Regions from separate parts of the Mus musculus genome. Here regions 2, 3, 4, 5 and 6 are each linked to region 1. A link is a contact called in public Hi-C, HiChIP or PLAC-seq and promoter capture Hi-C data. All regions are on one chromosome and are shown on one strand. Each heading gives the region's core, a stretch centred on a gene start, on an enhancer-like site or on the middle of the called end of the contact. The rest is flanking DNA. Distances are from core to core; before and after follow the strand shown. Region 1 holds the start of Ttll12 (tubulin tyrosine ligase-like family, member 12). Region 2 holds the start of Wbp2nl (WBP2 N-terminal like). Region 3 holds the start of Phf21b (PHD finger protein 21B). Region 4 holds the start of Naga (N-acetyl galactosaminidase, alpha). Region 5 holds the start of Cyp2d22 (cytochrome P450, family 2, subfamily d, polypeptide 22). Region 6 has its middle 27 kb from the start of Prr5.

Region 1 (3,809 bases), core at 368-2,867:
ATTGTGCTTTATTCATAGAGTCAGCAATCGGAGAAGGCAGCATTAGATCCTTAAAGGGGGCTGGAGAGGTTGCTCAGTGGTTAAGGGCACTGGCTGCTCTCACAGAGTACTGGGATTCAGTTCCTAGCATCCATATCTGTTCTCAAACATCCATAACTCCAGTTCCAGGTGATCTAGAACACCCAGAACTTCTCCTAACCTCTGCTGTTGTAAGGTAATTCCACCAGAGAATACACACAGACTCTCTGAAAGCTGAAGAGAGTCTGTGTTGCTGGCTGGAAGCTGCTTGGCGAACTTCCCAAAATCACCCAGCCCCGTCCTCACAGTTTCTCTCTCTTATGCAAGGATATTCAAACCATCACATACATCTATTGAAAAAAATTTTAAACTACCCTCTATCTCATCTCCATCTAGCAAATTATATGATGAAATGATCCATGCAGTCATTGATTGATTGTTGAGGGCTTGTGGGTATATGAGTCCATGCATACAGGGAGGGAGTGTGCCATGTGCAAGTGGAGGCTAAAAGAAGATATTGGGTATCCTCATCTGCCTTTCTCTGCTTAATTTCTTGAGACAGAGTCTTTCTCTGAATTTAGGGCTCTCTTTTCCTCGATAGACAGGAAGCAAGAAAGCGGCTGGAGGTGGTAACTTATGCCTTTAATCCCAACACTTGGGAGGCAGAGGCAAGCTGATCTCTGCACTTGTGGAATAACCCTTTTGATGGCACACCAAGTTATCACAACCTTTGAATTCAACAAGGCATTCCAAGGACTGAGAAGGCTCCTCCAATCCCTAGAAAGATCTGTCCACCTTTGAGATATAACTAGGATCCCCACACGCTGGTGTCTCCCAATGCTTGACAGGTGGAGGGAGGAAGGGTTCAAGGCCAGCCTTCGAAACAAAGTGAGTTTCTTGGTCAGATTAGTCTGAGCTGAATGTGACCCTGTGGCAATATGATGATGATAACCAAGCCCTAGCAAATGGCTCAGTGGTAAAGCATTTGCCATGCAATCTTAATGACTTGCGTTTGATAAAAATGGAAAGAGAACAGACTCTACAATGTTTTGTTCTTTGCTTTCCACAAGTGCGCTGTGACACACACACAAACACACACACACACACACACACCAAAACAAAATAAAACAAAACAAGTCTGGGAAAATGGCTTAGTAGTTAACTGCTCTTGCAGATGACCCGGTTTGGATCCCAGCACCCCATGTGTAATTCCAGTTCCAAGGGACCTGACGCAGTCTCCTAACCTTCATGAGCCATATATGCACTTACATACACACTCATACACGTAAAATAAAAGCACTCACACACGTAAAATAAAAAAATAAAAATTTTAAACTAAAATTAAAAAAAAAATTCAGGCGAAACAAGATTGCAACCAGCGCAAGGGGGAGCACCTTCTGCCTCTTCCCGACCCCCTCCCCATCTCAGCTTCACCGGCTCCTTGAGGACAATCTCTCCTGATTCTGACTCTCTGGGGCTTCTAAGCAGCGTTCCCAGAATCCCTCGCGGCAGTCCTGGGATGAATGGAGAAGACACGCCCCCAGCGCGCGTGCGCACTCTTGGAACCTCGCAACCCAGGACGCAGGCGCGTGCGCGCCGTCCGCTTAAATCCTGCGGTGGGCGGCGCCGTGCTCTTCCGAGCACTATGGAGATCCAGTCCGGGCCGCAGCCTGGCAGTCCCGGCCGCGCCGAGAGGCTGAACGCGCGGCTGCTGGACGAGTTCGTGTCGCTGCACGGCCCTACGCTGCGCGCCTCGGGAGTCCCAGAGCGACTATGGGGCCGCCTTCTGCACAAGCTGGAGCACGAGGTACGAGATGGCACGGGCTGCGGGCAGGCTATGCGGTCGAGTGGGGAGCACAGCTCAGCAGCTCTGAAGGGGAGCCACTTATAAGTTCAGGAGCAGGATGTACCTGGGAGTCAGAAGGGTACAGGCCGAGAGATGCGCCTGTGCCGCCATCCTGCAGGGTTATGGGCCCGCCGAGGATGCGCAGGGACCTGCAAACCGGCATGCGCTTGGCTCGCAGCATCCCAACGCCTCGGTTGATATATTAAGAGTAGAACTCGCGACTCCACTTACGGATGAGGAAACTGAGGCTCCGGCGGATGCAGGAGCTCCTGTTAGATTCAAGCTACACCGGCATCATTTCAGTCAGCTCTGTGCAGCTCTGCTTAGTCCGTAGAACTCTGTGGAGTTGTTTCCCACGGCGTGAGTAGCAGGTCTCCCTTTGTACACTAAAGAGAATGGAGGCCCTGAGACATGGAGACGACGCTAAGAGAGGGTTTAGAAGGTCTCCCCCATCTTTTGAGAGAATGGCTCCATCCTTCACCTGAGCTAGGCTTCCACGGGGTGCCCGGCTTCTTCCGTCGGAGAACAGGGTTTGGGTGATGAAGACAGCAGCTGCTAGGCTGGGCGGAGGGTCTTTTGCGAAGCAAGAGCTTGGTTTTTCACAGGACACCACCTCCTATCTGAGACCCACTAAGCCTTCAGGTGACTGGGAGAGTCCAAAAGCTAGGATTCCCCGGTGCCTCTCAATGGGGTAGGCTTACCCTCTTTGATCTAGTTCCACACTGTGTATGGGCCAGATATTTCCTGGTTAAGCCTATACGTAGGGCTGTACTGCAGCTCACTATAGCATGCTGGCGGTTGGGAGGCGCCTCAATCCTTAGCCCTGTGGGACAGTAAAAGAGGAGGAGCCAGCCTTGTGCTAGTGTTACATTGTTGATGGTCCTGGGCAATACCGTGAGGTTATAACTGGCCGTCAGCCCCAGGGCAAGCAGCTGTAGTGACCGGTTTGGTAGGTGGAGTATTAAGTGATTTCTCTACTTCAGTCTGATTATCAGATATTACTACATCATTGGTCGAGGCTCATCTGTCAGTGGCACCTCCTTACAGAGGGTTACTTACTCCCTGTCACTAAGTTCTCTGCTCACGTGGTGTTGGGCCCTCCTCCGCACTGCTACTTTCTGCAGACTTGCCTTGATCTCAGGCCAGTGCTGAGGTAGAACTGGACCCCCATTTATTAGTGACGATAAGAGGGTACCCAAGATGCTGCAAGGGCTGGGCTTCTTTGTTTGTTTGTTTGTTTGTTTGTTTTTGGAATGCCCTGGGACCCCACTCAGGGGCACTCTCCCTGGTCAGGTGACTCCCCACCTAAGCTGTCTGATTTGGAAAGCAGGCATGGAGAAACACCAGCACCTGGCTCCCTGAGGGGGTGCAGAAGATAATGACAGGCCACTGCACTCCACCAGTGTCCTGTCCCTTCTCACTTGGGCTGCTGTGGCCTAGTCAGGGATACCCATTTTTTTTTTTTCCCCAGGCCCTCCTGAGCCATTCCAGACAAAGCTGAGTCACCACAGTGAGACCTGCCACAAGGCCCAGAGGGAATGCTCAGCAGGACTGCATCCCTGCCTGTAGAGAGCCACCCTCCCCCACCAAGCAGGCAATCAGCTCTGGTTCCTTACCTCAGAGGGCTCCACAGAAAAGACTGGGGGTGTTTTCACACTCCCTCCCACTTTCAGGAACATCCACTGGGGTCACCTCCCTAGGGGTTTACAGCTTGACAGGTGGGGGTTGGTCCCTCCATGCCAAAGCAGAGGAACAACCAAGCCAGGCTTCAGGTTGGGCCTGCTTGTCCCCCAGAAGACCTGGGGTGAAAGGCTGGGGGTGTGGAAGACCTGAGGCCTCCCCTCACTCAGGGATCAAGAAAGAACTTGGCTGAGACTCTGCACTCCTTCTACCTAAGTAAGAGCTTTCCCCAGAGCACCAGCTTTCCCTTATCTTCTGTTTGGCC
Region 2 (3,809 bases), core at 728-3,227, 1.3 Mb after region 1:
AATCCCAGCACTCGGGAGGCAGAGGCAGGCGGATTTCTGAGTTTGAGGCCAGCTTGGTCTACAGAGTGAGTTCCAGGACAGCCAGGGCTATACAGAGAAACCCTGTCTCGAAAAACCAGAAAGAAAGAAAGAAAGAAAGAAAGAAAGAAAGAAAGAAAGAAAGAAAGAAAGAAAGAAAGAAAGAAAGAAAGAAAGAAAGAAAATGTTCAACATGTCCATGCTAAGGCAAGATAGAAACAAGACACTTCACCTCCAACTCGAAAATCACTAAATTATTGCTCATCACTGAAATATAGGCTTCCCCACCACCACCAACCTCTTTGTAACTTACTTCCTCTTTTATCAATACACTGGGGATGCTTCTCATTTGTCAATATCTATGTTATTATTACTCCCAACAGTTGGTGTTTCAGTGTGACTAAATACTTGTTCAACCCCAAATCTAAGGTGTTCTGGGATATTTTGCTGTCGTTGTCTAAGTACTACATTCACTGCGAGGCTAAGGCAGAATCACAAGTTCAGGGCCAGCCCTAGCCAAATAAATAAACAGCAAGACTTCGTTTCATCACATTCAAACTTACCACAATTGTAACTGAACTCCCAAATGTGTCTCATAACTATAAAGAAAACTAAAAATAGAATCAATTTTCCTCCTCTCAAACTCTTTCCTTACTGTCGTTTGTATCTGAGAAAGGTAGAGAACTGATTGTTCCTTGATGAAGAGACAGAGAAACCCTGTCTCAAAAAACCAAAAACCAAAACAAAACAAAACAAAACAAAAAACAGCAAGAGAAGTTGATGCATAGCATATAACTTCAAATCCAAGTCCAGGCGTTCCCATGGGCACTGAAAATGATTTTGAGCAAATTATTTCTCATATGCCTACCTGTGAAATGAGGGAAACGGCTCACTGCAGACAGTGCAGTTATCAAGACAAAGAATCCTTGCTATGCTTAGCTATTCAGTGAAAATGATCGGTACGTATTCAAGAGCACAGATTCTAAAAATTTAAAGGAACAACGACAAGAACAAAAAACCGGGACTTTTCTTCTTTGAGACAGAGTCTTTCTACAATATAGCTCTGGCTGTCCTGGAACTCGCTTTGTAGATCAGGCTGGTCTCGAACTGACCTCAAGAGTTCTATTTAAGCACATCATTGAATGAGTCTCACAGCTAAGTGAGAAATAAAAGGAAATCAGCAGAGCGAGGGCAGAATCCAGAAGAGGCGGAGACAGAGGGTAAGGAAAGTGGGTGAGGGGTAGATTAAAGGACATGTGTCAAAGTCACTAAGTTTGCCTAGAGGTGGGCTTCTCCTGACAGAGAAGCCCCAGCACCATGAGCGACTGGAAATGCCATGTCTTCCTCGGTCCCCCCTAATTTTGTTCCCAGTCTTTTCAGTAAAGGTGACAATATCCTAGGTTGAAGCAACCAAGAAAAGGCACTTCCGGGGGTGGGTGGGTGGAGGAAGGCTTGTGACAATTCTGGATTAGTTACCTACACTCCACATCCTAGCCCTTCTTCCAACTCGCCTACCCCTTTGTTCCTGGTGGCCTGAGGCGCACCCAGGGCCCTCAGGGTGACTGTCACCCTCTTAAAGTCGTAAAGTCGCACACAGCCACTGGAAGCTGTCCAGCAATGCAAGGGCTGGCACACTCTTCACACAATCCTCGCTCAAGCCTTTCCTCTGAGGATGCCCGCGCCCCTCGCACCCGCGCACGCGCCTAGCCACAGGCTCTTGGACTTGGCCGCTGGCGCATGCGTTCAAACGTCAGGGGCGGAGCTCCGAGGAAAGGGCGGGAAAGCCCTCGATTCGCAGAGGGCTTTCTAGCGCACATATCTACCCTGAGCATCTCCTCCCTCCTTGACAGCAGCCTGAAAGTCCCCTCAGGCACCTTTCACCATGAGGGATGGCGGCCCAACGGCGGTCCACTGTATGGTTCTGGTTCACTGCCATCTTGCTCTAGGTCTCCTCCCGCCGCCGCCTCCGCCGCCGCCAGCTCTTCAAATGGAAAGGGGCGGGGCCTGCAAGGCAGTGGGCGGGTCCCTGAGGAGAGGGCGGAGATTATGGCGCAGAAACCCTGGAGTTGAGTGGGCAGCTGTCACAAGAGGAGCTGTCACAAGTCAGAGGAGGAGAGCCTGGGTGAGGAAAAGGGGCGTGTTCGTGGAGCTGGCTTTACCCCTAGAACGGGGAGGGTCTGAAGGATGGGTGACTAGCCTCTGTCATGTTAGGCCTACAACCAGCCTTGGTCCTGCTAGGAGCTAGTGGTTTAAAAAGTAGCCATTAACCCAAAATCTTAGTCCAGATTAACCCCCAAACCAACTCAGGGTGAGGGTCTACATTTTCTCCACTCTTATAAGACCAGAGCTTCCTTCCATCAAAGAGGGCTTAGGACAGAACCAATGGTCTTGGGAGAGAACATCCAAAAAGATGAGCTAGGTCAGGAAGTGGACAGTGAATTTCAACCTTCAGTGGGTCCAATTCTTGGATGCATTTGTAGGTGTCCCACTCAATCTATTACTCAAGATATTCTAGAGTGTTATTGTGTCAGTGAAGAAATGAAAATTGTCAAATAATAGATATATTATCATTGTAAGACATGTGCTGATTTCAGATTTTTGTTTTGTTTTGTTGTTTTTGTTTTTGTAAATAGGGTCTCTCTATGTATCCCTAACTGTTCTGGAACTCACTATGTAGACCAGGCTGGTCTCAAATTCACAGAGATCCTCCTGCCTCTGCCTCCCAAGTGCTGGGTTTAAAGGCATGGGCCACCACACCTAGCACAGATAATTTTTTACATACAAGACTTACTAGAATTAAGACTCAAACTTACGGATGGGAGAGATGGCTCAGTGGCTAAGAGCACTGTCTGCTCTTCCAGAAGTCCTGAGTTCAAATCCCAGTAAGCACATGGTGGTTCACAACCATCTGTAATGAGATCTGATGCCCTCTTCTGGTGTGTCTGAAGACAGACAGCTACAATGTACTTACATATAATAATTTTTTTTTTTTTTTTGGTTTTTTCGAGACAGGGTTTCTCTGTATAGCCCTGGCTGTCCTGGAACTCACTTTGTAGACCAGGCTGGCCTCGAACTCAGAAATCCGCCTGCCTCTGCCTCCCGAGTGCTGGGATTAAAGGTATGCGCCACCACACCCGGCCTATAATAAATAAATCTTTAAAAAAAAGAAAAAAGAAAAAAAGAAAAGAAAAGAAAATTTAATAGAAATAGTATACAGCGGCAAACATCTTGATCTAGCCACTCCTGTCATGGTCAATAAAACCTTGAGCAAGATGATTGTGTTCTTTGGACTTGACCTTCCACACTTGAATGTTAGTGTATAGGCTTATTGTGGCTGTGATGGTTGATGTCCACCAAACAGCTGTGTCTCTCACGTGTCACTTCCCTTCCTCTGTGTGTGTTGTGTTACCATTGGTTGATATCTTCATTTTACCTGCTCGGTTTCAAGAGCCTCTTGATTCATCTTCCATTGTGGCTCCTCCAAGCTATTTCTCTCCATTCATTTATACCTTAGGTTCACCTCACAGAAAGTCAAGTGTTGCAGGGTATTTGATCACACTGTGAACCCCAAGATTTGTGTTATTTACTGGAAAACCTACTTCTAGTTGTGGTGTGGCTCAGCCCTAGCTCACGCCTTTGATCCAAGAGCTTTCTATTTATTATAAACCATAGGTCAAGAGGTGGTGCAACCAACGAGTTGCGGGGAGGGAACAAAGGGAAAAGTGAGTAAGAGAGAGTTGGGGGGGATGGATAGAGAGATGCACAGGAAGTAGAAGGGAGGGCATTCCGTT
Region 3 (3,809 bases), core at 693-3,192, 1.3 Mb before region 1:
AGTTTTATTGTGGAAATTAGGGGGGGGTATCCCAGAAAAGACATTTGAAGTGAATCTTGAAGAAAAGAATTTGTGAAATGTGGAATGAGGGAAAGAATATTCTAGAGAACACTGGTCAGGTGAAGGGAGAGAAGCCTGTAGGAGCTCAGGAAAAGCTACATGTTTGCTTACAAGAACACCTGCTCCCAGCTGCTCAGGAAGCCAAGGCAGGGGGATCAAAGTTCAGAGTCTCCAAAGCAGGTGGCTGGGGATGTAACCCAGTGGTAGAGTGTTTACTTAGCACAGGCCGGGCCTTGGGTTTGATCCTTGGTTGCTTACTTTGCCTCTCCTGCACTGTCTGTCAGAGAACTCCCATACCATGGCCTGTGCCATGATCCAGGAAGTGGGTGACATGTTGATCATTACTGAAGCCTAAATCAATCGACAGTGGGCAAAACTACAAACCACACTGGGTCGTCACCATCCGACCAGGCACATCTCCTTCGGTGGGCATCTGCTAGAGTCTGTACTAGCCAAGGAAAGCCAGAAAGTCTACCCTGTTGATGAAAGGACCACATGGCCAGAAAGATAACCCTGAGTTTTTGCCAAAAGCCAATGACATTTACAGAAATCACAGGAGGGAGTCTCTTGGCCAGCACATGCCCCTCCTGGTCCTCCAAACACCAGTCTTCACCTAGGCTGCTGTCCTCCCCAGCAAAAGACATGAGTGGAGCTTTGAGCATGGCTCCTGTAACAGAGGCTTGCCTAGTATGCTCCAGCCCCTGGATCCTCTGCACCTCTAACTACAAAATGGGGGGGGGGGTTGAAAGAAAAAATGGGGAGTGGGAGACATTGTCTTGACTTGAGTCTAACCCAGAAGTGGGAGGAACCAGTTTAGTCAGCCAGTTAGATCGTTGTCATCTTTGTCGACTGTGACCAATACTGTATATGGCTCTAACAACACTGGTGTTCTGGTGTGTGTGTGTGTGTGTGTGTGTGAGAGAGAGAGAGAGAGAGAGAGAGAGATTTCTCCTGAGGGGTAAAGGAAATATGTAGACTGTTGGCATCCATTGAAGAGACATTTCTGACTGGTGTGCCTGAGTTTTCTTTTCTTTCCTTCCTTCCTCCTTTTCTTGTGACCCACGGAAAGAGTTAGTTATGAGTCTCTATCAATTCACGGTTACTCTGACACAGAGGCCCCCCTTTCCCTGGCCTCTTTGAAACACACTAGTGTGCTAGCGCCCAGCAGGGCACAAAGCCCCGACATTAATTGATGAGGACAGGAAACTCCGCCGCAGTAATCTCTGAGACGTTGACCCCGGCCCCGGGACTGGGAATTCTGAAATGTCATCTCCGCAGCTGTAGTTATGATTGCTTTATGTCACACTGACCTGTCGTGTTTACGATTTTTAACAACTGTCTGGAAAAAAAAAAGTCTAGGGACATCTGTTGAGAGTTTAATTGTGAGTGTAAAAAAAATCATTAAAGGACCAATCAAGAGATCAGTTTTCATACTATTTAAATACCACAGCGGCCATTAGGCGCTGGGACTCCGGCGACAGGACTGATTTAGTTCCCCAGTCTCAGTGCTAGGCGCTGCGGGAGAGGACCGGGTGATTTAAATAAAACCGGAGAGCGAGGCGAGAAGGGGAAGCGGAGGAGGGAGGAGGTGCAAGAAGCAGGAGGGTGGCATCTCAGTTTGCTGCGGGAATTGTCGCTCCGGGAGTGGGACTGTGAAAGCATTCCCTGCTCCCCGTGCTCTCGGCTGCGCACCGAGGAGATCGCTCGGGCGCCCAGATCTCAGAGCCGCGACTTTGCGCTCCGCTCAGCCGCCACTTTTGTTTCCTGAGCCTGGTCGCTGGGCCGAACGCAATGCGCACGCGCGGGCCGGGCGGGGCGGGGCGGGGCGGGCAGCGGGTTCCCGGCACCGCCTCCTGCCGCCCCGGCCCGCTCCATCCGGGCACTGCCGAATTAGCATCGTGCCGAGGCACAACTTTGCCGCGGCCCCAGCGAGATCCAGGCGCGCGCGCCGGAGGAAATATAGTCCCTGCCGGCGGTCAGCTGGCGCGGGCGGCGACAGGGCGCGCGCTGGGGGGCTGCGCGGGGCTCCCGGCGCCTGGGGGCCATGCGCCGGGCGGCGCAGGCAGCCCGGGCACCCGGCGCAACTTAGCGGCAGCCGGAAGAGTTGGGCGCCAGCTCGCCTTTCTTCCCTCTCGTCAGCCTCCTTTCCTATCGGCGCTGCAGGAGGGAACTCGTGTCTCTCTGTGCCCGGGACACCGGATCCGAGCTCTCCCGGTCTGGTTCCCGCCGAGCCGCACAACTTCCTGCGAGCTCCGGCCAAAGTGAGCGCAAAGTGCTGCCCAAGTTGCGGCGATGGAGCTGCAAAGCCGGTCCGAGGCGCTCGCGGTGGAACTCGCGCGCCACCAGGTAGGTAGTCCCGGATACTGGACCGGGGAGCCTTAGTGGCCCGGGGAGTGGAGGCGAGAGGGATCGAAGCTCCGTATCTAACTCTTGGTCTCAGGGGTGCTGGAAGCAGGCCCCTTCCTGGAACATGTCCCGGGGCTGGGATGGAACCCTTAGTTCTCCCTCTCCCCCTCGCTTCCGTGCGATCCAGCACTGTTTGCAGATCCAGGGTTCGTGGGACCCCAGCGTGGCGTCTTCTCTGCCACTGCCCCGTTTGCACAACTCGGGCGACCGGAAAGGGGACCCTCCTAGAGCTGCCCAGGGAACAGGGTGCATGGACCGGCCAGCTCCTAGCCTCCTGCTCCGGGCCCAGCCCGGCACCGACCCTCACTGTTAGCAAAAGTAGTTTGGCGATTGTGACTCCGGCGAGAGGCGGCCGGTGCCCGAGTGATATTGCGGCGTGCGCGTGTGTGTGTTGGGGAGATTAGGACGCGACTTGAATATTTATGAGCTTTGCTCGACACGGACTCGCCGTGTTTACTTGGCTCTTTGTTCGTCCCCCCTCCCCCGGCACACACTCTTACACTCACTCGCACCCGCACCCCGGCCTGCAAACTTGCACGGCTCGGGGCGCGCCGCCGGGTGGCCTCGGCCCCCGCCCCGCCCCGGGAGCTGCCCCAATGAGGCGGCAGCCACAGGTAAGCTGCTTCGCGCGACATTGCACGGTGGCCCGTGTGAGGAAAGCGGTCCCGGAAAGTTGGGGCGCGTTGGGGTCGGCTTGGTCCGCCAGGCAGTGGGTGGTGGGGATGCGGGGCTCGGGGCTCGCCTGCTCGCCCCCCCCCCCGGGGCGGCCAGGCTGAGCCCGCTCCTCTGTGTCTTCATAGAACGGCGACCTCAAGAAGCAGCTCCACGAAAGGCAGCCACGGATCGCAGCGCTCAGCGACAAACAAGTAAGGAGGGGCCTATCCCCCACAGGGGACCGGGGTCCAGGGAGGATCGCCGGGCACTTTGGCAGCACCCTAAAAAGTGCCTGTACGGTCGTCGCACGCTCCGACTCCCGTGGGGTTATGGCTGCAGTCCTCAAAGTTGCCGTCCTCCCTTTCTTGATAGAAAGAGCTGATTTGTGGTGGCTGAGGGGAGCGCGAGGCTCCGGCGGCCGGCCAAAGATCTGCGCCGTACCTTCCGAGGCGCCGGCTGCCCGGCGTCCATCTTGAGCGGTGGACATGTTTTGGGAACGTGGACATTCCCCGGCCTCGGCATCCCCTGATCCCTGCTGCGGTGGGAGGGGGACACAAGGGGGCGGCAATTCAGGCCCGCACCCCAAACTCCTTGGAAGCCATTTCCGCGTGGCACTGCCGACCCGGTTTGGTGATCCTTCTCCTAGCCGGCCCCTTCCCGGCCATCCCGCCGGCCTCACTTTTTATTCT
Region 4 (3,809 bases), core at 643-3,142, 1.3 Mb after region 1:
CATTTCGGCTTCTATCACCCACCAACGCAGGTCTGCAGTCCACTTGTGGTCCTGAGGCTCTACCTGGAGTCTGTCCATAGGCTTGCAGGGAAGGCTGCGGGGAAAGCACTAATAAGATAGGAGACCAGGATTCCCGTAGTCGCCCTGAATGCAACTGTGTTCAAATGCCTGCCTGCCTGCCCACGGGCTTTGTGGATTCCCACCTCAACCCTTGCTTTGCAGTTCCTGAAGCCCAGCCGGCCCTCCCCTCTCACCCTACCCCCACTTAGAGCTCCTTGACATTTAGGTCTCAGCTGTCCGCTCTGAGGTCTCCTCCCTGACCTCACAATGTAAACAAGCATACCCTACATTTTGCTGGATGTTTTAAGGGGGGAGTGTGGTGGTTGGTGGCTGCAATGTTCACTAACTTTTCTTCAACTAGTAGTATCCACTAGAGTAAATGTGTTACAAGGTGAAGGTCGCGGGAGGGTGGGTAAGGGGAGAATACAGCATGAGTTTCCTGAGGAGGGAGGGGAGAGCTTGCCGTTTTTAAATAGAAGAATGGGCAGAGTAGACCTCACTTGGACATATAATTAAGGGAAATGAGGGTGTCGGCTATGCCCATATCTAGAAGTGCATTCTAAGCAGAAGGCACAGCTGGTTCAAAGGCTGTGTTTGAGGGGCCACAAGGAGGGCAATGAGGAAGATGACGGCAGGGAATAGGGTCAAAAGGTAGAGGGTGGGGTTTAGAAACACCATTTCCCCAAACTAAGAGAGTAGCCATCACACAGACTTCAGAGAGACAAGACCAGGGCTGGGTTGGGTTCGTTTTTTTAGGTTAAGTGTGTGCCCGATTATCTGCCTGTATGTGCACCATGTGAATGCCTGGTGGCCTCAGAGTTCAGAAGAGGGCATCAGATCCCCTGGCATGTGAGTCTGGAGACGGACCCTCGTGCTCTGCCAGAGCACTAAGTGCTCTTAACCACTGAGCCATCTTACCAGCCCACAGAGCTGAGTTTTCAGGTTTGCCTTGGCTGCCTTGGAGAAGTAAGGTGGACAAAGGAGGCCCTTGAGGGCTGTCTCCGAATCATCCAGGCAATATGTAATGAGGCCAGCGTTACTGGGTGGGATGAGAGGTGGAATTTAAAGGCAGGAATCAATTTTTGGACAATTGCATGTAAAGGCTGAGAGAAAAGATTGGCAGAGAAGTCGGTTTGCCATTACCTGATAGGAGGAAAATGGCACAGATTCGGAGAGGGGACAGCTATGATCATCATCGGTGTAAAGGCATCCAGAAATAGTGGTTGGCACCTAGCCTGTGTTTAACATATGAATAAGTAATGAATAAATACATTTGGGGAGTGGGTGGGCGAACAACCCCTTGGGTGTCAGGTGGAGGGGGCAGCCTCCTGACCTTTCGAGAGCTGAAACCCCACCCAGCCTCTTTCACTACCGTTTTCGAGTGGTTAAGAGCAAGGTTTCAGGTGGATTTCTGAGTTCGAGGCCAACCTCGTCTAGAGAATGAGTTCCAGGACACAGAGAAACCCTGTCTCGAAGAAACAAAACAAAATAAAACAAACAAACAAACAAACAAACAAACAAAAAAAGAGCAAGGTATCGCCCTCTGTAGGAATTCACTGCACAGCTACTTACTGAGCACGGGCAGTGCGGGCCACCACCCCCGCCCTCTGGGGCGGAGGACGGAGGACTCCAACCAGACCCGAGGCACAGCGGCGCGCGCACAGGGCGCCCAAGCCGACTTCCCACGGGAGCGCGCCTCGGGAACGCGCAGAACGCGAGCTTAGATGGGCGGAGCTTTTGGAGGCTGGGAGCTGGGGCATAGAGGGAGGGCACGGCGTTGCTAGGGGATTCTGATTGGTTGCTCAAGAAGGGTTGTCCCGTGACATTCCGCCTCCCGGGTCGCTATAGGTACAAGCGGCCGCCACGGGGGCTTTCACGGCTTACCGCGGACTGAGCGAGCGCGAGGGTAAGAATCAAGGGGGACCCTGGGCCTGCGATGTTTAAGAACCGAGAATCTGAACCCACACGGGGACCTGGAACCGGACATGGCCTATAGCCTTCCTTCTTCCTGGTATTCCTAGAACCAGTCACAACCGCTCTTGGGCAAAGTGTCCTAGACTATTTGTAGTTCTAAAAGAAGAGCTTAGATTCCGGGAAGTAAAGGGTAGGGAAGGAGTGTGTGAGGGTAGTGAAAGCGACTTGGGACCAAATGTGGAATCCGTAACTTTTATTTTCGGAGATAGGGTCTCTCTACCTAGTAGCCCTGGCTGGCCTGAAACTGGCTATGTGGACCAGGCTGGCCCAGAACTCAGAGATCCTCCTGCTTCTACCTCCTGAGTGCTGAGATTAAAGGTGGGTCCCACTATGCCCGGTGGGATACATAACATCTGTTATCTTCCACAGTTCAGCATATAAAGCTGCTAAGAGCAGATTCGAGTGGGTCCTGAGATTTGACTCCAAGGCAATGTTGCAGAAGACAGGTACCCTCACCTACTCAGGTGGCTTTGCAGGGGAGGACTGTGGCGAGGAAGCCCCAGCCCTCCTCTTTCTTGATGGGGGTATGTGGGGAGAAGTGTGCCTCTCCTTGGAGCTGGGCCAGGAAAATCAAGGAGATGCCCCACACCTCAGAATCGTTTCCCCTCCAAAGAGGCCACTTCCTTTTTCAGCCCTGCTCCAGTGTATAGGTCCTATCTTACCCGATCCTGGCGGGCTGTAGCAGCCCTGTCATGTGGGTGTGGTAATTTATATATAAGGAAGCTGAAAGCCAAGAGGAAGGGGCTTGTGTAGGTGAGCAGCTGGGTACAAGTCCACCCTGACCAACCCCTTTAGGCCCTTCTGAGGCTTTCTGAGGTGGAGAGCAAAAACTCCAAGGCCTCAGAAACCCAGAGTCCACAATGAACTGTCATTTCTGTGTAGGGAGGGAGGGAAGAGGGCATCTGGTCTCATGTATATCAAGGACATGACTTCAGGGGTCCGTTCCATTGATTCCCAGTCTGTAGCAACAGCTTTTTGAATACATTACTTTGCCCCATGTACCCCCCCCCCCAGACTGCACTCACAGGCTGAGGCAACTCTAACCCTACTGGCCTGTACCTGGGGAGGGCTGAAGGGCTGGAGGGGTTGAGGTGATGACTGGGGTTGGGGGGTGGGGTGCTGTAGGAACCATTTACAAGTCACCATCCACCTCCCCCTCAGTGCTCTTACTGGCCCTGGTGGCTCAGGTACTGATGCTGGAGAATGGGCTACTGCGGACTCCACCCATGGGCTGGCTGGCCTGGGAACGCTTCCGCTGTAACATCGACTGTGTGGAGGACCCGAAGAACTGCATCAGGTGAGTAAGATCTGCTTACCCAGGGCAACAAAATGGGGTCAGTGGGTCAGTGGGTGAAAGACACTCATCAGCAAAAATTTTAAAAAAATTTTTTTAAATAGAAAAATGCAGAGTCAGAATGAATGTATCTGACACCTAGCCCCATGACCTGCTTGGGGCCTCAGTAGGTGTACTTGGCCTCTGAGGTAACTGAAAGAAGATAAAATGCCAGACAGGCCCCACAGGCTTCCCTAGGCCTAGTCCTGCCCTTTGGCCTGGATGCCAGACCACCTCTTTCTCGCCCTACCCTAACCCTGGAAGGTCATTTACACTTGTTATCCTGGCCCCACCTCAGCTGACAGTAGAGGCTTGGTTTTTTATAGCCAGAATTCAGAGCAGAGAGAAAGAGCGGGAATGAGGGACATCCTGGGGAACTGAGCAGCACAGCCCCACTGTCCCTTGCTAGTGAACGGCTCTTTATGGAGATGGCGGACAGACT
Region 5 (3,809 bases), core at 497-2,996, 1.2 Mb after region 1:
GTTGAAAGTGAATTGGGCTAGCAGACTGAGAAGACAGTTGGTGACAGTTGAGCCAGGAGAAGCTGAGCTGAGAGCCAGAGAACATATTGTGAGGAGACAGATAAAAGAACTCACAAAGTATTGGTAAGAATATAAAGGAAAAAATAGGAAGCAAAAAGCAACATTTACAAAAATACGCTACAATCCCCTGTGGTGCCTGCTTCAGCTTCTGCCATGACTGTCCTATGATGGACTGTGACCTAGAAGTGTAAGCTGAAACCAATCCTTCCCCCCCCCCAAGTCACTGTTGATCCAAGTGTTCATGTCACAGCTATACATCGCCTCTTCTGTTTCCTTTTTATTTCTGCATTCCTTTCCTCTTCCCCTCCCCTCCCCTTGCCCTTCTTGTGTAAGTGGTATCTTAGTGTTCCTCTTTGACCCTCCTTTCATCTCTGTTTTATTATTTTTTTTTATTTGTTTTATTTTTTTTTATTTTATTTGATTCCCATTATTTACTTTGGGGATTAAATCAGCATCTTTTAAAACTTATTGTTAGGGTGTGTACATGGAGTTGGGGGAGATGCCATCTAGAGAGGTCAAAGGACAACATCTGGGATTCCGTTCTCATCTCCCTCCTTGTTAAGGCAGGGTCTCCCTTGCTGTTACTGCCACATTACATATCCCAGGATAGCTGACCAGTGAGCTGCCAGGCATAAAACAACACCTTAAACTTACAAAAACCTTATTTGAATAACAAGTTACCTTCTGTAGTATACAGACACAGGACATCTCGTCTAGTCTCTCACCCTTCCCCGCTATACTATCTTTGCCACAGATAGCATGTTTATATGTTTTGTACTCATGAAGACAGACTTGTAACTGGTGTTCTATGCATCGGTTTTCAGGCATACAGACAAAAAGAAAGGCCTTACAACCCGAAGCACGCTAGCACTTTTACCGCGTTGTTACTGCGCCCTGTGCTCATTTCTTCTATGGCTGTGAGTTAACTGGCTAGCATCACTTCGTTTCAGCATGGAGAACTCCCTCTACTGCGCCCTGTATGCTAAGTCCACTGACACCAATGACCTTCTACATTTATCTGGAAATGACCTGCTTACTACTTAATTCCCGAAGGACATTTCTTTATTCTTAACAAAGAACATGTGGATGATGTTCTTCAGGATGTGCGTGTGTTATCCTGTGTGTGGTCTTCCGGTCTCTGTGGTCACTGATGAAAAATTAACTCTTAATCTCAGCATGATCCCCGTGTGTGTAAAGGGTGAATGAATGACTGCTTTTTACATTCTCACTGCAGTTCCCTCTGTCTTCAGTGTCCACAAGAACCATCTGTCGCTCACTGTGGTCCCTAATCCCTCTGGGAGCACAAGCTAAGTCCCAGGGGGCTCTCTGGGTGCTGGGGGAGATAGCAAGGTTTTGACCTTGGACCTGTCAGGGCTGAAGCCTCCTACTCAGAGCCCCGCCTCCTCGTTGCAGTGCCTCCTCCCAGGAAGGCCCCCCCTCCTCCTCCTCCTCCTCCTCCTCCTCCTCCTCCTCCTCCTCCTCCTCCTCCTCCTCCTCCTCCTCCTCCTCAAATCGGTCTCACCTCCCGGGAGTGGATCCGCCTCCTCAGAGTGTCCCCCTCATGCTCAGAGTGGAAGCCTCCTCCCCAGAATGTATCATCCTCCTCAGAGTTGCTCCGCCTCCTTCCCCTCCTCCCCCGCCTCCTCTTCTCCCCCCCCCCCCAACCCCATTCCTCTCCCGCCTCCTCCTCTTCCTCCTCCCCGTCAGAACGTGCCCTCCTCTTCAGAGTTGCTGCTCCTCACAACTCCCCCTCCACCTCAGAGTGAATCCTCCTGAGTTGCCCTTTTTCCTCGAGCTCCTACTCCTCCTGTTCCTGCGAGGCTCCAGACACCTCTTGCCTCTCCTCGGCTGAGTTTCAGAACGCACCGGTAAAGGCAAGGGTTGCAGGGTTGCGGGTCTGCCCATTCGCTGTACAAGGGGTGCGAGGCGGGCCCCCACCCCAACCCCTGCGCTGGGGCTACCTTGGCACTGGAGCGTAGCAGTCCCTCCCCCTGGGCGGGGCTGGAGTGGGCAGAGGGGAACCTCCAAGGGCCTCCGAGTAAACTGTTTTCCATTGTCCCAAGCTGAGGCTAAGATGCTAGAACCTCCTAGAGTCTGATAGAGGGCAGGTTTTGAAGGGCTCATCCCCTAAGACACAGAGCCTGGGAACCCGCCTGTAGCCAGGCCGCAGGGCTGAGAATCTCTGTCCTATAGTAAGCAGAGTGGAGCCTGACCCTGGACCTTTGCATAACCTGCCCTTTGGCGTGCATTCTAGCCTTATCAGGGACAGGCGGTACCTAAGCAAACCAGACCTCTCTCCGAAGACCTCTCTTTTTGCCCTTTGGGGCTCAGCGAAGGTGGGGAAAAGAGGGTGGGGACGGTGAGTGGACCCTGGACCTCACAAACTCTGCTGCACCCCCTGGAACTGGGATGTTGTTGTCAGTGATTGGCTTAGAGGATCCACCCCCATTTAATTAGGAAAAAAAATCTACACTGAGCTGGGCACAAAATCCCAGCACATGGGAAGCAGGAGCAGGAGGATCTCTGTGAGTTTCTATGACAGTCTGGTCTACATGTCTACATAGTGAGTTCCAAAACAGCCAAAGCTACATAGTGAGACTCTGTCTCAAAACAGGAAGGAAGGAAGGAAGGAAGGAAGGAAGGAAGGAAGGAAGGAAGGATAGAAAAAAAGGGAGTGAAATTCCTTGTATGTTCAGTGTAGAAATTCCCTTTTTTTTTCTATCACCAACTAGAATGTACAGTTAATACCTTGTACTCTATCATGGCTGTCCCTACCCAGCAGCCCACCCAGTTCTTGTGGGTGTCAGGGCAGCAGCAGACACTGGAGTATTCTCTCTGTAAACAGCCAAGCATTCCTCGCACCAAGTGTCCTACAGTTCTTGCCTATGTTAACTAACAGACTATTCTAGAGATTTGCTTTCCTTCCCAGCTGTTGGTTTCGTGGGTTTAAACCAGATTCCATACCGTAGCTCAGGCTGGCCTTGAACTTGATGCAATCCTGCTGCTTACAAGTAAACTACCGTGTGTATTTAGCCCTGAAGTTTTGAAAGTGTTACTGCCCACCCACCCCCCAGCTCTGAGGGTGTGAAGGGTCGGAGGTTTTTCCTGCAGGGACTGTCTGAAGGAGCTAGAAAGAGTTGCCTTGGGGCTCCCAAGGAGAACAGCAGAGCAGCTGAACTAAAGGTTTTGGAGTAATTCTTAATGGAACACAATGTTTCAAGAGAAAGTGAATGGAATGTTTTCCAAGTGTTGACAGTGACTAAAGTGGGTCACCAGCTTCTGTGCTCTGTGTTAGGCTTTTATACTGCTATAGCTTGCCCGGTTTCAGACTGCCAGTTCCGTGTGTGATTTCTAAGCTCTAGGGCACAGTTCGCAAGTTCACGCTGATGATGAATCAGAGGTTACGACTTTGAGACAGTTGGGTCCAAGTACATTTTTACTCAGCTACAAACCACCGACCCCTCATCCTATCCAGCTGTCTGGCAGGGAGAGAAGAGGCATGTCCTAAGAGATTTCTCTCCACTGTCAGAAATGCTGTTCAACGGGCAGGGTCGTCTTTTTATTCACAGAAAATACTGGTGGGGGGAATGTGGCAGTTAGCGTCTTGAGCCCTTTGTGCTGTTGCCTGTGTCCTGACAGGCTGTGAGAAGACAACTCTTGGCAGGGGGTGGGGAGGCACTCAACGGAAGACTGTGGTCCTACTAAGTGGGCAGAAGAGGGCCTGTTCAGTGATTATGCTGGGAAGTTTC
Region 6 (3,809 bases), core at 725-3,224, 1.1 Mb before region 1:
AGCAGGGCCATGGAGGGCTGCTGCTTACTAGCTTGCTCCCCATGGCTTGTTCAGCCTGCTCTTTATACAACCGGGGGTGGGGGGTGGGGCACCTGCCTGAGGTGGCAGCACTTACAGAGGTCTGGCCCCTCCCACCTCAATCATCTATCAAGAAAATGTCCAACAGACTTGTCTCCAGGCCAGATTTGATGGAGGCATTTTCTTAATTGTGTCTCCCTCATGCAGAATAACTCTAGGGTATGTCAAGTTGACAAACAAAACCCCAAACCCCATGCAAGGGGAAAATGTTCCCTCCTCACAGACACAGAGTGGCTATCATCCATGTTGAGTGTAGACTGCTCAGTGGGGATGGGCTGGGGTCCCCTGTGCTTCATACACCCATGAATTGTCATTGGGAGCTTGTGAGGAGGGAGAGATAGATATTATTCATATATTTCCTCCAGTGAGGAATTTTGAGCAACATGGCTCCATCTTGGGGTGCAGCTGAAGGAACTGCACCCAGATGAGCTCATACCAGGAAGCTTTTCCCTTCTAACACAAGCCAAATGTCATATTTCGAGCAACTCCTCAGAGGCCCAGGACTTCTGAAGGCTTCCACATTGCCCCCCGCACCCCCACGTCTACCCTTGAGCTTGTGACAATCTGTCAGGATAAAAACTATTCCGAACAGACTCATGAGCCCCTCCCCTTGGCTGTCAGACTATGGAGATAATGCACCCCACGATTCTGGGATATTGATATTCCCAGGGGTTTCACACTGGGAAAAGAACAAAGCTGACTCCTAGAGCTGACCCAAGGAGGAGCTTGCATCCTAGGAAGAGATTCTGCACGGTCCTCATAGTTTATCAGACCACCTTGCAGAAGAGACTAGACGCAGACAATGATGGTAGGCGGGGCCCCGCTTGGACCAGGACTGCCTGGCTATGCACACTTCTTCCCCTTTATGTCAGCCTAAATATCTTGTTAGGACACAGAAGATGGCCTTGAGTAGGAAGCAGTCCCTGGGCCTCTGCGTTCACCTTCCCAACATGGCTATGTTGAATAAACTTCCTATTTTCTCCTCTCTGCGTGTTGCTTGTCTTTAATTGGCTTGTCGAGGACAGTTTGCTGAGCTTGGCTTGTTGGGGGGGCTGCCAGGGCCCAGACCTTAACTTGAGTAACAAGCCCACAGGGAAGCCTTGCAGCTGGGAAGCTGGGGTTGGAATGCAGAAGGACTCCCAGTTGCTCGGAAGAGCTTGAAGGGCAGGGCTGAAGAGCAGGGTGAGCGAGGCCTAAACGCTAATTCTGCCAGTTGCTATGATCAAGGTTGTGATGTTGGAAGCCCATGCGGTGGTTCTCAACCTTCCTAGCGCCGTGGCCTTTCTATTTCGTTCTTCACATTGTGGTCATCCCCAACCTTAAGATTGCTTTGTTGATGCTTAACTTAAATTTTCATAACTGTAATGTTGCTACTGCTATGAACCGTAATGGAATATATCTGCTATGCAGGATATCTGCAATGCGACTTCCCCTCCCCCCATAGCCTGGGAACTGCTACCATAGGGGTTGGGTTGCTTCTGTCCGCTAGGGAGAGCTGAGGGAAAGTCTCCCTCAACAGCAGGCTCACAGATTTACAGTTCCTGGGAAAGTGTCATCCTGCAGTCCTCAGCTGCCCTGCCAGTGAGTGTCCACCCTGGGTCCCCACAGAAGAGCCTGAGAGGATGAGGAGATCAGGACCCTGGTTCCAGGATGGGCACCTTTCCTTCATCCCCATGGGAACAGCTCTGGCCGGCAACTCTTCCTCCCCCACCCCAAGACATAGAACTTGATGATAAAGAGTCTAAGCTCCCTCCTCCATGCACACTCAGAAAGCCCGGCAGGCAGCTGCCCCATCCCCCGCCCCGCCCCGCCTCCCCCCACTCATCCACATCCTGTGTCCCAGGGTGGGATTAGTGACGAAGGCTGTGGTCTGGCATCCTGCCAGCAATCTGTCCTTCCGCGGCTGCTCTCAGGTTTCCATGTAGAGTCAGCACAGGCGCAGTTGGCCTGAGATGGCTGGCTTCTTGGAGAGCCTGCAGCCAGCCTGCCGTCAGCATCCCAGACCTTTCAACGGGTCCGTTCGGTGCTTTATCCACAGAGCCAGGGCTCTGTAGAACGCTTCTAGGTTTCCTACGCGAGCAACATACAGGCTGTTTAGCGCTTCCGGATCAAGGGGGGAATGGGGAGAGCCGAGATCCATGTCTTATGCCGGGCTGCTGGAGAAAGCTTCCGATTTACTGTGACGTTAGTCTATACGTTCTTGGAATTTCTTTACCGGTTGGTGGGGTATCCCTTTTTTTTTTTTAATTTGTTTGAGGATTATTCGTTTTTGCATCTATTGAAGACATTTGTCCTTAAAATTTTTTTTTTTTTTTTTAATTCTGGGGCTGGGGCTGTAGCTCCGTTGGTAGAATACTCGTCTAGCACACACAAAGCCCCAAGTTCCACCCACAGCATGGCATAAAACCAGGTAGGGTCCCAGCACCGACCAGGAGTTCAAAGTCCTTCTTGGTTATAGAGCAGAGTCAAAGCTATCTTGGGTTGCTTGAGATCCTCACAAAGTTATAGATTCTGTGTGATGGCTTAGATGGTTATATATCCATAACCCTAGAATTCTTTCTTTCCTTTTTCAAGACAGGGGTTTTCTATGTAGCCCTGACTGTCCTGGAACTCACTCTGTAGACCAGGCTAGCCTTGAACTCTATCTGCCTGTCCAGGACAGCCAAGGTTACAAGAGAAACCCTGTCTTGGAAAAACCAGAGGGCGGGGGTACTCTATTTTGATTTCTTGGGATAGGGTCACATGTAGTTCAGGTTGACTTTGATTTCCAGATAGCACCCCCACACCCCGCCTCTTCTTTATCTATTTTATTGCAGAGCCTATAATGCCTACTTGATGGTCAGGGTTTAGCTGAGCCAAGTTGAGCCAGATAAAGACTTTCATTAGCCTGGGCTCTCCTCTGAGCGGAGCCTCATGTCCTCAGTCAGCCCTCCCCAGCCCTGGCACAGAAGGGCTGAGCTGGCTGTGTGGCTGAGGAGGTCGCTACACTGGATTCTTCACCTTTCGACTGAGCGGATTCCTGGAATCTAAGAGCATGAAAACTCATAACCCTGCGGGACTCCCAGCTCTGTTTCTGAATTCTAGGCCCCATCTTACCCTCTGCCACTGCACTGCTTAAAACCCGGGGATGGGGAAGGAGATGCCCCACAAGGGAACCCCCAGACCTCCGTCTACCTGACAGCCTGTGTGTCTTCACACCCGGTTAGCTCTTCATCCAAAGCCTTCGTTTTGTCTCCTACATGGGATGAGCCTTGCTCAGATCTGGAGTTTCTGGGCTTTGCTTGATTTTCTTTGGACCTCCATCCTTGTACCCTTTCTTACACTGGCCTTTCTTAGTGGCCCCAGAGAAATGTGGCATTTAAAGTTTGTTTGTTTGTTTGTTTGTTTTTTGAGACAGGATTTTACTAGGGTAAGCTTGACTGACCTAGAACTCATTAGATAGATCAGGCTGGCCACAAACACATAGGGATCTGTCTGTTTCTTTTCTTTTTTTTTAGATTTATTTTATTTATATGAGCACTTTGTAGCTGTCTCTAGACACACCAGAAGAGGGCATCGGATCCCATTACAGATGGTTGTGAGCCACCATATGGTTGCTGGGAATTGAACTCAGGACCTCTAGAAGAACAGTCAGTGAGCTATCTCTCCAGCCCAATTTGTCTGTTTCTATCTCCTAAGTTCTGGGTTTGAAGATGTATACCCCCATGCCCTGCCATTTTCATATGTATGTG

Evidence for each region. Promoter capture Hi-C pulls out the DNA fragments that hold promoters and counts their contacts. Hi-C and Micro-C count contacts between places; a contact is called where the count stands out from the background. HiChIP or PLAC-seq counts read pairs in DNA pulled down with a chosen protein or histone mark.
Region 2: a contact with region 1 is called in a promoter capture Hi-C map of hippocampal neurons, with 6 times the contacts expected there. The contact joins the promoter of Wbp2nl here to the promoter of Ttll12 in region 1. A contact is called at or near these places in 3 of 39 promoter capture datasets (cranial neural crest, embryonic stem cells and hippocampal neurons) and 4 of 115 datasets of contacts at active chromatin or transcription factors (T-cell acute lymphoblastic leukemia, double positive thymocytes, large pre-B cells and 1 more).
Region 3: a contact with region 1 is called in a Hi-C map of CD8 T cells, with 10 times the contacts expected there. The contact joins the promoter of Phf21b here to the promoter of Ttll12 in region 1. A contact is called at or near these places in 1 of 39 promoter capture datasets (embryonic stem cells), 1 of 484 Hi-C or Micro-C datasets (CD8 T cells) and 3 of 115 datasets of contacts at active chromatin or transcription factors (embryonic forebrain, pancreatic cancer cells and stem cell-derived neural progenitor cells).
Region 4: a contact with region 1 is called in an HNF4G HiChIP or PLAC-seq map of pancreatic cancer cells. The contact joins the promoter of Naga here to the promoter of Ttll12 in region 1. A contact is called at or near these places in 4 of 39 promoter capture datasets (the 3T3-L1 cell line, HPC-7-derived erythroid cells, embryonic stem cells and 1 more), 6 of 115 datasets of contacts at active chromatin or transcription factors (T-cell acute lymphoblastic leukemia, bone marrow-derived macrophages, double positive thymocytes and 3 more) and 2 of 9 other capture datasets (adipose tissue and liver).
Region 5: a promoter capture Hi-C map of 3T3-L1-derived adipocytes shows a contact between it and region 1, with 5 times the contacts expected there. The contact joins the promoter of Cyp2d22 here to the promoter of Ttll12 in region 1. A contact is called at or near these places in 5 of 39 promoter capture datasets (3T3-L1-derived adipocytes, the HPC-7 cell line, cranial neural crest and 2 more) and 1 of 115 datasets of contacts at active chromatin or transcription factors (embryonic hindbrain).
Region 6: a contact with region 1 is called in a promoter capture Hi-C map of hippocampal neurons, with 5 times the contacts expected there. The contact joins the enhancer-like site here to the promoter of Ttll12 in region 1. A contact is called at or near these places in 5 of 39 promoter capture datasets (the 3T3-L1 cell line, 3T3-L1-derived adipocytes, embryonic stem cells and 2 more) and 2 of 115 datasets of contacts at active chromatin or transcription factors (embryonic forebrain and neural tube).

What each region holds. Positions count from the first base shown.
Region 1 is chr15:83,592,965-83,596,773 of GRCm38.p6, reverse strand. Ttll12 (tubulin tyrosine ligase-like family, member 12) reads left to right here and starts at 1,617. Exons shown (of 14, transcript NM_183017.2): 1 at 1,617-1,825. The coding sequence starts at 1,664. It overlaps Gm52182 (a long non-coding RNA gene), which reads right to left. Exons shown (of 2, transcript XR_003951515.1): 1 at 3,481-3,809; 2 at 1,328-2,437.
Region 2 is chr15:82,297,152-82,300,960 of GRCm38.p6, reverse strand. It overlaps Wbp2nl (WBP2 N-terminal like), which reads right to left and starts at 1,977. Exons shown (of 6, transcript NM_029066.1): 1 at 1,893-1,977. The coding sequence starts at 1,954.
Region 3 is chr15:84,854,262-84,858,070 of GRCm38.p6, reverse strand. It overlaps Phf21b (PHD finger protein 21B), which reads left to right and starts at 1,942. Exons shown (of 13, transcript NM_001081166.2): 1 at 1,942-2,406; 2 at 3,267-3,332. The coding sequence starts at 2,353.
Region 4 is chr15:82,336,909-82,340,717 of GRCm38.p6, reverse strand. It overlaps Naga (N-acetyl galactosaminidase, alpha), which reads left to right and starts at 1,892. Exons shown (of 10, transcript NM_008669.4): 1 at 1,892-1,966; 2 at 2,404-2,480; 3 at 3,196-3,331; 4 at 3,777-3,809. The coding sequence starts at 2,465. It also overlaps a transcript of Pheta2 not described here.
Region 5 is chr15:82,378,197-82,382,005 of GRCm38.p6, reverse strand. It overlaps Cyp2d22 (cytochrome P450, family 2, subfamily d, polypeptide 22), which reads left to right and starts at 1,746. Exons shown (of 10, transcript NM_019823.4): 1 at 1,746-1,928.
Region 6 is chr15:84,652,551-84,656,359 of GRCm38.p6, reverse strand. No RefSeq gene overlaps it. Among named protein-coding and RNA genes, the nearest start is that of Prr5, 27 kb to the left of the region's middle. Within about 2 kb of position 1,974, at least 223 of the 459 cell types and tissues checked have an H3K27ac peak or open chromatin away from gene starts, as enhancers often do. A contact at or near this core is called in 3T3-L1-derived adipocytes, embryonic forebrain, embryonic stem cells and 1 more, where this site is marked.